Regions from separate parts of the Anser cygnoides genome. Here region 2 is linked to region 1. The links are chromatin contacts, called in public Hi-C maps. All regions are on one chromosome and are shown on one strand. The core of a region is the stretch at or near the end of the contact, and the rest is flanking DNA. Distances in the headings are between cores, read along the strand shown.

Region 1 (6,057 bases), core at 1,778-4,277:
TGTGTGAGCACAAACATGTCATTAAATAACCGAGCCATTCCCAAGGTTAAGACACCATAAATTTGTGTCTAAACTTTATGTCCCTTCATGAATTAAGGCAATTCAGGCAGCAGGCAGAATACTTGTTAACAGTTCATTTTCTCTCCCCTCTCCATTTCCTGTCAGGAAACAGCTTACAGGTCTTCTTGATAGTGTTCTAGAAGAAATCATAGTTACACAGAAAATTTTACAAACAATAAATTCATAAAAAAAAAAAAAAAAGGCTTTGAAGCGCTGTTGCAGAACATGAAGTCAACAAATCAGAAATTTTATGGCTCTACAAGCACCCTCATTCATTGTCTTTCCCGGTCCTGGGCTAGCAGTGGTGGAGTGAAATAACTATCGTTTACACACATTTTCAGTCACTGTTTGAGTGAGTGCTCAGTTTCAGGAGGGTGAGTGCTGTTTGGGAGCTGTTTAATTCACTGCTAGCTGAGTCACGGCCATTTGCCTATCTGACTTCTCTACCTGAGCACAGCACACTCAGGAAACACATCCTGGCTACTTCCTACAACCACAGGGCACTGTGAGCAATGTGGAATACGTTGACTTCTTTTTCAAACTCCAGGCTCAGAAATCTAGAGACATTTATGACTGGACAGCCTTCCAGGGGGATTAAATACACACTGTTGAACAGTTGCTGAGTACTGACTGTCCCGAGGAAAGAAAGGAGTAAATATTCAGTCTATACCAACTTGCTCATCATAGATCAAATAGGTCAGATTAAATCAATTAAAAAACCTTCAAAACACCTGTAAGCTAGTTAAAAAGGTTGGCTGTCTGCAAATAGCCATCTACCAGATAAGCACTTCTCTCTTCGGAGCGTTCCCAGCTGCTTACCCACCCCCAGAAGTGAAGCTCTCTCACTCTGATGACAGTAACCTCTTGAACCAGGAGGAGATGGGCTGCACAAATGCAATTCACTCATCCAGTACACCAGCAAAGAATGTCTTCTTGCTGCTAAGAACAAAGACAACCACATCTTGTCTAGCAGTCAACTCAATGAACTCAAAGATCTCAATGAATTAAAACTTCGTGCATGTGTACTTTTCCAAGGACTATACTTGTCTTAATTACTGTGCAGAAAATACACCTTCTCAGACCTTTTTCTGTTCAATTATATGGAAGTCACCCATGATCATGAACATAGAAAACAGCCAGGAATGCTACAATTACCAGGGTGAAAGGGAACATCATTTCATTGATCCCAGCATCCAACCATCTGCTGCCACCAGGATATGGTGCTTCAGAGAGGAGAGAGACAATATTATTCCTTTGCCCCCCACAGCCTATTAACTTGCAAAATAAACTCCAAATTTGATCTTTCTTATCACAACAAACCTTGCAGCAGAAATCTTGAACTCTCTTAAGAGAGTATTAGAGCTCAAACAGTGATATAATTTAGAAAACTTAAAAACAAACAAACAAACAAACAAAAAAAACGCCATATATCCCAACATTGCTCTGGACTCTTTTAAGCTGCCTACCTTTTCTTTTGAGCCTGGTTTGAAAAGTAAACAGAAAAACAGGATTATGTGAGCAACAAGTAATTTGTACACAATGGTGGAATGAAGCCTATCTAGCAACATAAATCGCTTGCAGAGTGATCTTGTGAAGACAAGTCAAAACATACAAAATAAATGTTTAATATTTTCCTATTAATGTCTGAAGTTTTTTTCCTGACTACAAAGAGATGCCATTTAAAGTGGATATATCCAATGAGCTCAACTCTGCAACTCTGCTGGTTCCTTGTACGGTGTGTAGTAACACTAAACTGCATTTTTTTTCTTGTTTGATCTTCAAGTTTTAAGCAAGAAAAAGGATCATGAAAGCATTTTCAAGCAGGTTTTTGGTCTTTTAATTCAGTCACAATTTCTGCTCTCTATAGTTTAAATTATTCATAACAAATTGTGCAGATACAGATGTCAGCAAGTCATCGGCTAAATAATAAATTCAAAAAGGGCTCTGCAGCCATTCTCATAACATATCAGGTGCATCCTGTACTTAGTCAGGAGTGATCATTCCTTTGCAAGTTACATATGCAGATTAATTCATCTCATTTCTTGATGACTCTAAAGCTAGTTGATGCTCTAAATGCACAGGTATTAGATGACCATGTTCTGTTTAAAATTTTCTCCAGATCTGGTTGAATGGCATTCCGAAATGAAGTCGGTTAACTGAAGAATGCATGGAACTCTTTAACCCAGTAATGCACACTGTCAAAAAGACCCATCAAAAGGGCTGAGGAAGAGTCTTCAGATTTTGTCTTGGTTTTGTTTATTGGATTTCTTTTTATTCCCATCAAACTTAATCTATATTAATCTCAGGGACTAGCCTGTGAAGCTCCTTAGATTGGATGTTCAGTCCACAGATGACACTGTCTTTTCTATATCCATAGAATGTCTTTTCTATATATGTAGCTGTCACTACTCAGTAATACTCAACTTTTTTTTTCCACGACAAATGGAAAGTGGCAGAAATGAATTAAATTTTTGCCAGAAAATTCAAACTGGTAAAACAGCAAAAGTTCTTCTCATTCCTCTTGAGGGCACTTTGGACTTGGTAGCTGTATCAGTACAGCAAGCTACCAGTGGTCCTGAGGGCACCCCGAAGACCTGTTGTGTTGAAGGTTCGGATAGGGGACATGGAAGCACAAGCTCAGCATAGGAAATCACAAACCATGAATTTATGGTTGAGACTTGATGGACAATTCAGAGTCTTTTATGTCCAGGGACAGGTTTGGAGGAAGAACATGAAACAAATGCAGGGTGAAAAAATATATTTTCCATTAATCAGTTTAAAGTCATACAGATACCTACCTGTATGTCCACGTGTCATGGACGCCTAATGTTTGTATCTAAATAAGGTATTTGTACAGGAACATAGCCAGTAGGCAGCTACCTGGTCACACGTGGATAGAAGCAACTGATTTATGTGAGCACACTGGGCATTTACACACATTAATTACACAGTTACTCACGCAGCACAAGTCTGGGTTTGAAAGTCCAGGTCTTTATTTGCAAAGAGCATTGGGACTCCTCTGGACAAATAAATGATAAACAGTAAAATCACTCTGAGGTCAGTCCCCAGACAGGCAAGGATAGTGTCTGGGGATGCCAAACATAGTTCTACAGAGTAACTCAAAGGTAGCTTAGAAAGGATCTGTCCCAGGATAGCTTCCTGCTCTTTCCAGCAGTGACTGCATAAGGCATACAAAAAGAAGCAGAACATCAGGCTTGCTCTATTTATGCCTTACCCTGTATCCCATAAGTCCATGTTTTTCTCACAGCCTTGTCTAGTTTTGAATAAAACACAAAATGATCTCCAAAATTAGACCAATCAATGCATGGAAAGCACTCTAAGCACTCTGTCTGTGCCTGACCTGTGACTGAATAGTCACCATTATATTTAGCTCAACCATTTGCAAGTCTGTGATGTCGAACAAACGCTCTACTTTCCCCTAGTTTAGCAAAGTGCTCCTAAATTTAACTCTGAGTCAACACTGTACAACTGCACATTTAAGTTAACCTGCATAGTCAGCTTATAAATTTTTAAGGAGCTTTTCCTCCTCTAACACTGAATGTAAATGTGAGTTGTTTGAACAAAGACACTAATTTATCAGTTATAACAATGAATGCACCTCTTTGGCTACTCCTGACTGCTTGAAATGTCCATTTTCCATTAACATTAATGGAGATAGATGACAAAAATTATGCAGAATAAAAATCACAAGGCCAGGACATAGTCTGGTATAAATTGCTGTACTTTCAGCAACATCAGTGGTGTTATGTCCATTTTTCCTAGCTGACTATCCGGCTGTTAATTTCCAGCTTTTCAAGAGACTTTTGAGATGCCTAATGTTTATATTTTTTTCACTTAGTTTTGTGCTTTCTTTTGATTTGAAACAATGATAATGCATTGTTTATGCTTTCAATCTATTTGTAAACATGTCTCCTGTGCAGTCAACAAGAGTTTTCCACGGTGTTTATAAGAAATTATTTATGGATCTTCATAAAAATAGGCTTGTGTTAGAAAAAAAAAAAAAGTATTGTCATTTCATCTGCTCTTGACATACACTGCAAAGAGAAGAGCATAATTTCAGAAAAAAATCAGAGAAAAAAGCACAGAATTTAGTAAATTAAATAAGGGACATTCCATGAAAGACCCACATGAAATAAAAGAGCAGAAATACATGGGGAAGAAGGAAATTAAGGAAGAGTTTATAGTTGTGATGCCACATTTTATTAAAATAACATTTTACCTAAAATCAACTAGCATATGTTTTGCGCAAGGTCATATTGAGAATCGGAGTAGAGTGAGCAAATACTGCATCTCTGGGTGCCTTCCTTTTTACAGCTTTTTACGTACTGAGTGAGTATGTGGGAGCTCTGATATGAATTAAGGCCCCAATGAACTACATTCTGTATATAGATGGCCCGACGCCTGAGGGAATGAGAGATTCATTTGGGATATACCTCCACTCCCAAAACCTGAGCTCATGGCTGGTGGATGCAAAATCCACTACAACCTGTTTTCTCAACTCTTACACTTCCAGCTCTACTTCCAGAAAATAGTGGTTGCAGCAGCTGCAAAAAGTAGATTCTTCCCTTGCCTTGAATTCTGTCAAATCTCCTGTCAAATAAATGGATCATTTCTTCAAACACAATATTACTCATCAGCTGTCTCAGCCATCCCTATTCTTACCTAATGTGTGTGATCTTTCAGTAAAGACCAGTATTTTAACTTAAATTTACACTCACTGACAGAATTACTTTTTTTTTTTTTCTTTAATACATGCACAGTGCAAGATGACAGACACATCACAGAAAATGAGCATGGACTTCAGCAACCCCGATCAAGTTCTTTGGCATATACAAAAAGGAGAGAAAGAGGAAGTGTAAGTATGTGATTTTTTTTTTTTTCACATCCAAAATAAGGCCTAATGAGATAAATAGGGCTTCAACTATCTTGAAGAGGTATAAAGGTCAAGAGCACCCAAACTATTCTAGTTTTGAGATGTTCCACTGAAGCCAGATGGATATTGCATGGAGATAGTGGGAATAAACACAAATTACCTCCCATCAGATTTACCTGGATGTGCACACTAAAAATAAAGGGGCTTAGTTGTCTGCTAAATGACCACAGGAGGAAAGAGGATTTACTCACACAATAATCAAAATAAAATAAAATAAAATAAAAATCCCAGGTCTTACTTTAGACCATGTGAGGCAGCACTACACCAGGTGTATCAGCAAGCAGCACAGGCACTATCATAAGCATTGTAGCTCAGGTCAGAAGCGCATTTGCAAAGCTCTTGACTGTCTCCCCCTTACTGTGCTTTGGTTGGAGCAGCAGAGCTGTCTCAGGGCACACAAACCAGATGCCTTTCAGCCAAAGTGAAACTCAAAGACCTGCTCCAGCTGCTAATGATTCAGCCCTCAGAACCTAACCAGAGCTAGCCTGAATTAAAGTCCCCAAAACTACATGTCGCACAAAGGTCAATGGAAGTTTTTTGGTCTGCAGATCCACTAGTAAAAGAACACACTACTTGCTGATGTAGAAAAAGTCATGTGCAACCACTGCACAAAGGGACAATGACAAGTGGGGACAAGGCTGATTATAGTCAGCCAAAATCAACTGTCGAGGCCTAACAAGCTTGTGATGAAGTACTGCTAATGTAATTATCACCTTAGGGTCCACAAAGGAGTGCACTGATATAGTAGAAGACAAATGGTGTAGTAAACAAGAGTCAGACATGAGTAAAAAGCAAGGATTTCCAAACTGAAGGCTGTGATCAAGTCAGCAGCATGGTGACAGTGAGAAAAAGAGCAGTAAATCAAAATACAAGGCAACACTGCCAACACAGGAGAGTAAGAGAGCAGTTACTTGTGTGAGGAACCGAAAGCCCATACTTTATGCTAAAGAAAATACAGACAATAGTTGCTCCTTAACTCCTCTGACAGAAACAAAAATTAGCAGCCTCATCTTTCTTTAACTTCTGTTTTCTGTCTTTGCTCT
Region 2 (6,426 bases), core at 3,403-5,902, 73 kb after region 1:
ATAAACCAAGGTTTAGCAGGAGACAGCAATCTTCTAGAAGCCTCTGGCTCTTATTGTACATGGAGGACTCAAAGAGGAGGAGACCCCAAGGTTTTCCATCACCCATTGTCCCTCCACCCACTTTCATCTCCCCAGCCTGTTCCTTGCCACATCCACAGCAGCAGTAGCTGCCAGGGGAAGGCCTCTGAGGCTTTAAACCACATGTACAGACTCACATACAGACCCGTGCAAACAGCAGGACAGGAAAAAAATCAAGATAGGTACCTTATTTCCGCAGAAGCGCATGAAGATCCACAGGGGTAAAAGTCTGAGGCTCTTGCCAGCATTACTTACAACTCACAGGCAGCTGCCTAGCTGTTATCAGCCTGTTTTCTTTGTGCTGGTGTCTGATGTTTTACCTAGCTGGTGCAAACTAACACACGCCATTTGAACAGAGGAGGCTGAAAAGTCAACCCTTGGAGCTGATGAAAAGCAAATCACCGAGTCAGTTTACTACCAACGAGCTCTATTAAGTGACTGCAAGGCAGTTCATAGCCCTGGAGTAGTCAGTATCCCTCACTAATCTAATGGTAGTATTGACAAGGATCATTTACACAGCTTCCCTTAAAGGTTACGACTATTTGTCAGGGACGCTCTGTGCACCAGACACGCGCACCTTTCCCTTTCAGACCACAGCCTCGTTCATCCTCATGGCAGAGCCGTGGTCCTGGGTGGCACCACCTCCTCTCCACACAAGGTCACTCTGCCGGGCATCCACATCGCCTGAACATCTGCTAGGCATTAATAGGAGACGGCACAAATCTGCCCTAAGGGCTGAAGGAGCGCGGAGGAATTGGTTGTTCAACAGCAGCGCCGTGCCACCAGGTACCAGTGAATCTGCACAAAGCCTGCCCAGCTGCTTCTGGTGGTCAGCGGACGTATTCCCCTAATGCTCTAGCCATAGCACGGAGTTGTAGTTTTATGTCGTTGATCGTTAAATGTAACTACAGCTTCATTTTACATCTTCTATGTAAAAAAAAAAAAAAAAAAAAAAAAGAATAAAAAATCGCTAGTCCCTCAGGCGTCATGTCTGAGCTTTAATAAGCAAGAATGAGCCTCAGGATTTTAAATGCGTGGATCTTTCTGGCTAAAATGTCTGCTTTTCAGTCCCATTCTTTCTCTGTTTTTTGATGATGATCTGAATTGCCTAAACATCACTGCCTCTAATTAGAGGGAATCTCATCCCTTCAACATCCAGCACTGTCCACAAAATGGAGGAAAACCACAGCAACAAAACTCTCCTGATGCAGATGAGATGAAAGGCAGGAGGAGCTAATGCAGACAATGGGCACTTTACATACTGTCTGTACTGACAGCGTAAATAGATAAATCGCAGAAACTCTGTTTGAGGCATAGATTGATCTTGGTCTTTTAAAAATAGCACAAATCGCTAAGAAAATAAATAAATAAAGCTGTTGATATTGTACTTAACTTCTTGCCTCACTTCACAGATACAGCTGGAAGCTCCAGCGTGGTGGGGGCCTCTTCTCGAGGCAGGCTCACTGCATGGAAAGATCAAAGGATCAGAGCAGTCCTTCAGATGTAATCCCCAGCAAAGAGGGATGAGATTAGAAGATAGGCAGTGAGGGAAGGTCTCACACCTCTGCCCCTCTCCAGTCCCCCTCCATTTCTCCAAGCTTTCCAGTGGACAGATGATTTGAGGAACTGACAGAAAGAGCCCAGACTTACCCCATGCTTGGAGGTGTTTGCTGGAGGACCTCTAAAGCCACTGTGTAACAGAACTTGCTCACCACTTCCCCGAAGCAGCTTTCATGCACCTGCCCTGGGGTCTCTCATTGCTTCTGCAGCTCCAGGTCAACAGGTGGAGCCTTGTGGAGCTACCTGAGGTCTGTGGAGCTCAGTGTCCCCATCCAGTGGTCAAGTAAATGATATTAATGTGCAACCCTAGGGCCTTCAAGAATGAACAAACTGAAAACCAAAATAGTCATCTGCAGAAAATGTATGGTAAAAGAAAAATAATAATTATTATAATTAAAGGTAGAAACTGCAGTAGGCAAAAGGCAGGGAAATCAAAGTCCACAACAGCACTTAGCAATAATCTCCCTCAAAAATATCTCCCCATTTAACAAATGTGAATGAAATCCCCCAGAGGAGGCACACACAGGGAAATGAAACCTGGAACCCGTTTGCTGTCACTGAGGGTAGGCACCCTGCTGGGACAAACCAGAGAGAGGAGGCTGAGACAAGATGGTTTTCGCTAAAAAACATGGTCTACACATGCATGCGAGAAGGTGAGACCCAGCCTTTTAACACTGAGATAGCACCTACCTGAATTCACCTCACTTCCAGGGCTTTCTACCAACCTGTCCAGTGAAAAGCACCATCTCTCCATCATAAACCCAGTGCAGGCTCAGGTTCCAGCATCTCTCAGGTTTCAGCACAGAGGAGACCAAACCTGGACAAGCCTAGCAAGAGACTCCCTTGGTCCTGGGGTTTGAAGACATCTCCACCCCAAGGTAAACCCAGGTGCTTCTTCCTGACTCTTTAGCCCAGGCTTTTCTCCTGGTATACAGCTCTCTGGTGTCTCTGGGGCATTTCCCTGTTATTTGCAGTGCTTCCTGGGGCACTGTTCAGCTTCTTTCAGAGGATGTCTTTGGACAAACTGGTACACAATGTGCCATGGTAGTGGTTGGTTATAACTGGAAAGCTAAACTAAGCATTCAATATTGAGAAGCAAAGTGCTGGCATTTGTTGAAAAATGTAGCCTGTGTTACTGGAGTTGAAACACCATGAAGGATTACAGTATTATTACTCTTTGTAGCAATGAGACACTTGGGTTAACAAGGAGGTGAAGTCTGTAGAGAGAAGCAATAGCTTTTATTAGGCCGATTGGAATAAGGGAAAAGAAAACAAAAAGAAGAAGAGAAAAGATGGGTTTCCTCACCTGACAAAAAAAAAAAAAATCCAAACTGAATCTGGGTCAGGCTTAGTTCAATCTAATTATATCCGTTGATTTGTCCACTTGAGAGAAAAGCATAGTTAGTACCTGCTGAGCGGCACAGTGTGCTGGCAAAGGGAGAGGGGGAGCAGAAGAGGAAAAGGCAGGCTAGGAGCTGAAGCATGGGGACCTCAACCAGCAGGTCACACACCACAAAAGCTGTCTCTACCTCTGGCCCTCTGACTTTCCGTATCCGTTAGACTTCCGAGCTGTTCTTGTGAAGACTTTTGTGTGCTGACAAGAGCTAAACGCAGAGGACCTGAGAGCATTTTTAAAGCTAAAATCCTTTCCTGTTAGGCCAGACAAACTCTACATCAGTACTACAACATCTGAAGAGTGCCCTATTGGCTGGAGACAGCAAATTTCTCTGAGCAGAGAAACTCCCCTGCCTGCCCCGGGGCTGCATGCAGTGGTAACCCCTGCTCACAGGGGGATCTGGACCTCTCCAAACCTTCTGCCCAGCCTCAGGGGACAAACCAGGTCCTGAAAACATCCTGCATGCACCAGGGACCAGCAGCCTGTGGTGGCTCTTTCCTGATGTGGGCAGAAAGGTTATTATTTTCTCATTATTTCTCTTTTTTCTCTTCCATATCACAAGCAGCCTGCAAGATCACACCAAGGAGACAGACACATCCCCACAGAAAGCTATCGAAATCCACTGAGGCCATGATATTCTAATGGGAAGCAGTCATTGCCAAGCCTGCTCCCATTGAGCAGTATATGGGAATAGCCATCAAGTTCAATAGAGCAGGACCAGACAATTAAAGGAGAAAAGATTACCTCTCTTTTCCATTTCCTTCTGCTAACACAGAAAAAGATTAAAAAAATAATAAAAACTTTCTTTTCCCCATTCCCCCATTTGCATAACTCTATACTCCAATGATCAAAGCACAGACCTGTGAGCCAAGAGCTTTGGGGTCAGATCTTCACCCCGATCACACAGCTAATCAAACCTTCACAGCCCAGCCCAGGATTCCCAACAAAAGAAGAGGTCTTCTGCTACCACAGACTGGAGCAGCTGGTGCAGTGGTATTCCCACTCCCCTCCACAGGGAATGAGCAGAGGATGGGGTGCCCAACCTGCCCTCCCCTGGCAGCAAAATCTCTGCTCCGTAGCAGTAGCTGAGAAGCTTTAGGATGCCAGATCCAGGGCTGGGAACTGCCCGCGTTGCCTTTAAGTACTGGAAGCAGGAGCTGAGCAGAGCTGAGAAGCCAGCCATTGGCCTCCTGTCACGTTATCAGCCCACACACCCTCTTCCTCCTCTGTAAAAAGAGGGTACTTGAGCACTTACCTCATGGGGTGTTTGGGCTGTTAGCTTCAGGAACACAAACACATCCACATCCCTCTCCAAATATTCTCCACTTAATCTACCAGCATGTTTATAAGTTATTGCACAATAGCACTGGCAGGACTGCCAAGTCAAACTCTCCAAAGATAGGAAACGCAGAATTAAGGCTGGTCAGTCACATGCTATTTCAGTTCAAATACAATCAGTGCCTCAGTTGGTGTACCTGGAAGGAGCTGGTCTATGCACTGAATTCAGATGTTGTCTGTGGCAGGCTTCCCACATTCGCCGCAGAAACGGAGAGGGGAACAATGCGGGAGATTGCAGGAAGAGGAAGAATACTTTCATTGCTTAAAAAGAAATGTCATTTAGATACGAGTCTCTCTGAGTGTGTGCCAGGGGACCCATTCAGATACCGGACAATGTCCTGAGACTAAGTCACATGAGAATGACTGCTCAACCATGGCCTGTTCCTAGCGTCGTGCCCATCAGACAGGGCTTGACCTTCTCAGCGGTGGCTACGGGTGTGGGTGAGGATGCCAGGACTTAATGCTGTGCGCTGTGAAAACCCAAGGTCTCGGTGCCTTGGAAAGGACAGCGAACTCCAGAAGACATTTTAAGCAAGCTTGTCTTTATTTCCTCAGTTGCAAAATGTGAATGATAAGATTGCCCAAGCTCTCAGGGAAGCCGCCCAAATTAGTGCCCGTAAGATTTTTGGTAGCATCAGAAAAATATCAAAATAACAAAAAAAAAAAAAAAAAAAAAAAAAGAAAGAAATGAAAAAAACTTCACTGAGTGAAACTAGAGCCCTGTGGAAACTGTAACAGGCAGTCAAGCAACCCAGCCTGGAAAACCAGAGCACTGAGCTCCGGAGCCGGGATTGCTCCCCTGCCACGGGCCCCACATGGGCGAGCACGCTCCAGGCAGCGGGGCCATGTCCAAGCTGCACTTGGTCCGAAAGAAGGATCAAGGAAGAGCGCTAGTCTGGCCCTTTGATGAGGGCACTGACCGAGTTGCACAAGCAGATTTTAATAACAGCGTGTTCCTAACTCCTGAACGCCTGACATCGCAACCCCCACCTTCTTGAGCCTTAGGATTTTTTTTGGCCGTGACATATACTAAGAACCACCAAGCTCAGAGCTCCAGACCGAAGCACCTAAACCTGTCCATTCATTGTCTGCAAAGTGCTGTGAAGATTAAAAATATGCAAGGGTATTATTTTGGCAGACAGCAGGATCCAAAATGCAACTCTACTTTTTCCTAGTTCATGTTGAAGCTGTTAAAATTCTCTGAATATTAAATGTCCAGCCCCACTTTCAGGGTTGACTTAAATGCGGTTTCCAAAAAATGTGCTGAATATTATTCATTTCTCAGAGAATCAAAAAGCTGGAGGCCCTTTGATGGGGTTGCTTGCATTTTTAAACCACATACACACACACTACTTAGAAGAATTTGGCAAGTTTGGTTATATATGTCGGTATCTCAGACAAAAATGCAGGATATGAACCCAAAATTCCTGTTGTTTATAATTGTTATATATTATATTTTTCATGTCTTTGACCTGAATCTCTCATACACTACACGGCACTATACCATTGGCTGAAGGAAGGTGAAAATGAACTACAAAATCTCCAATAAGCAAAAACTGCAAAGAACTGATGTCTGCTACCTTCAATTTCCAAATTCAATTTCCATTAAACAAACAAGGAAATAACTTTTTTTACAGTGCTAAATATAGATCTTATCTTGCCTCTGGGTGCCAGGAAGAAAGTTTCAGCGACCTTCTTGAGGAATGTTTATGCCCCAGTTTAACACCTGAGTTGGTTAAAGTGAACTGAACTTGCAGGAGCTGATGTCAAACAAACTCTGAATGAATCAGAACAATTGCTCATGGAAGCAACATACTTGAGGGTGGCAGATAAATTAGAACATAAGTCATGATACAGATTTATGTGTCGGCGTATTTATTCAATGTTCAGGTGAGTGCCAGCACCAAAGCTGGACTGTTTGTGGCCACAGATCACCACATCTGTGACAGAGAACTTCACACATTCTGCAAGTCCCAGTGCAGGTTTTACACCAACTCAGGTCAGATTTGACTCTACAGGTCAATTGGAAGTCAAGCATCCAAAAATACAATGCA

What was found. Hi-C and Micro-C count contacts between places; a contact is called where the count stands out from the background.
Region 2: a contact with region 1 is called in a Hi-C map of liver, with 5 times the contacts expected there. The contact joins two enhancer-like sites. A contact is called at or near these places in 2 of 7 Hi-C or Micro-C datasets (both in liver).

Annotation. Positions count from the first base shown.
Region 1 is chr4:15,446,699-15,452,755 of Taihu_goose_T2T_genome, forward strand. No RefSeq gene overlaps it. Among named protein-coding and RNA genes, the nearest start is that of CPEB2, 130 kb to the right of the region's middle. Within about 2 kb of position 3,028, at least 1 of the 3 cell types and tissues checked has open chromatin away from gene starts, as enhancers often do. A contact at or near this core is called in liver, where this site is marked.
Region 2 is chr4:15,518,124-15,524,549 of Taihu_goose_T2T_genome, forward strand. No RefSeq gene overlaps it. Among named protein-coding and RNA genes, the nearest start is that of CPEB2, 62 kb to the right of the region's middle. Within about 2 kb of position 4,653, at least 1 of the 3 cell types and tissues checked has open chromatin away from gene starts, as enhancers often do. A contact at or near this core is called in liver, where this site is marked.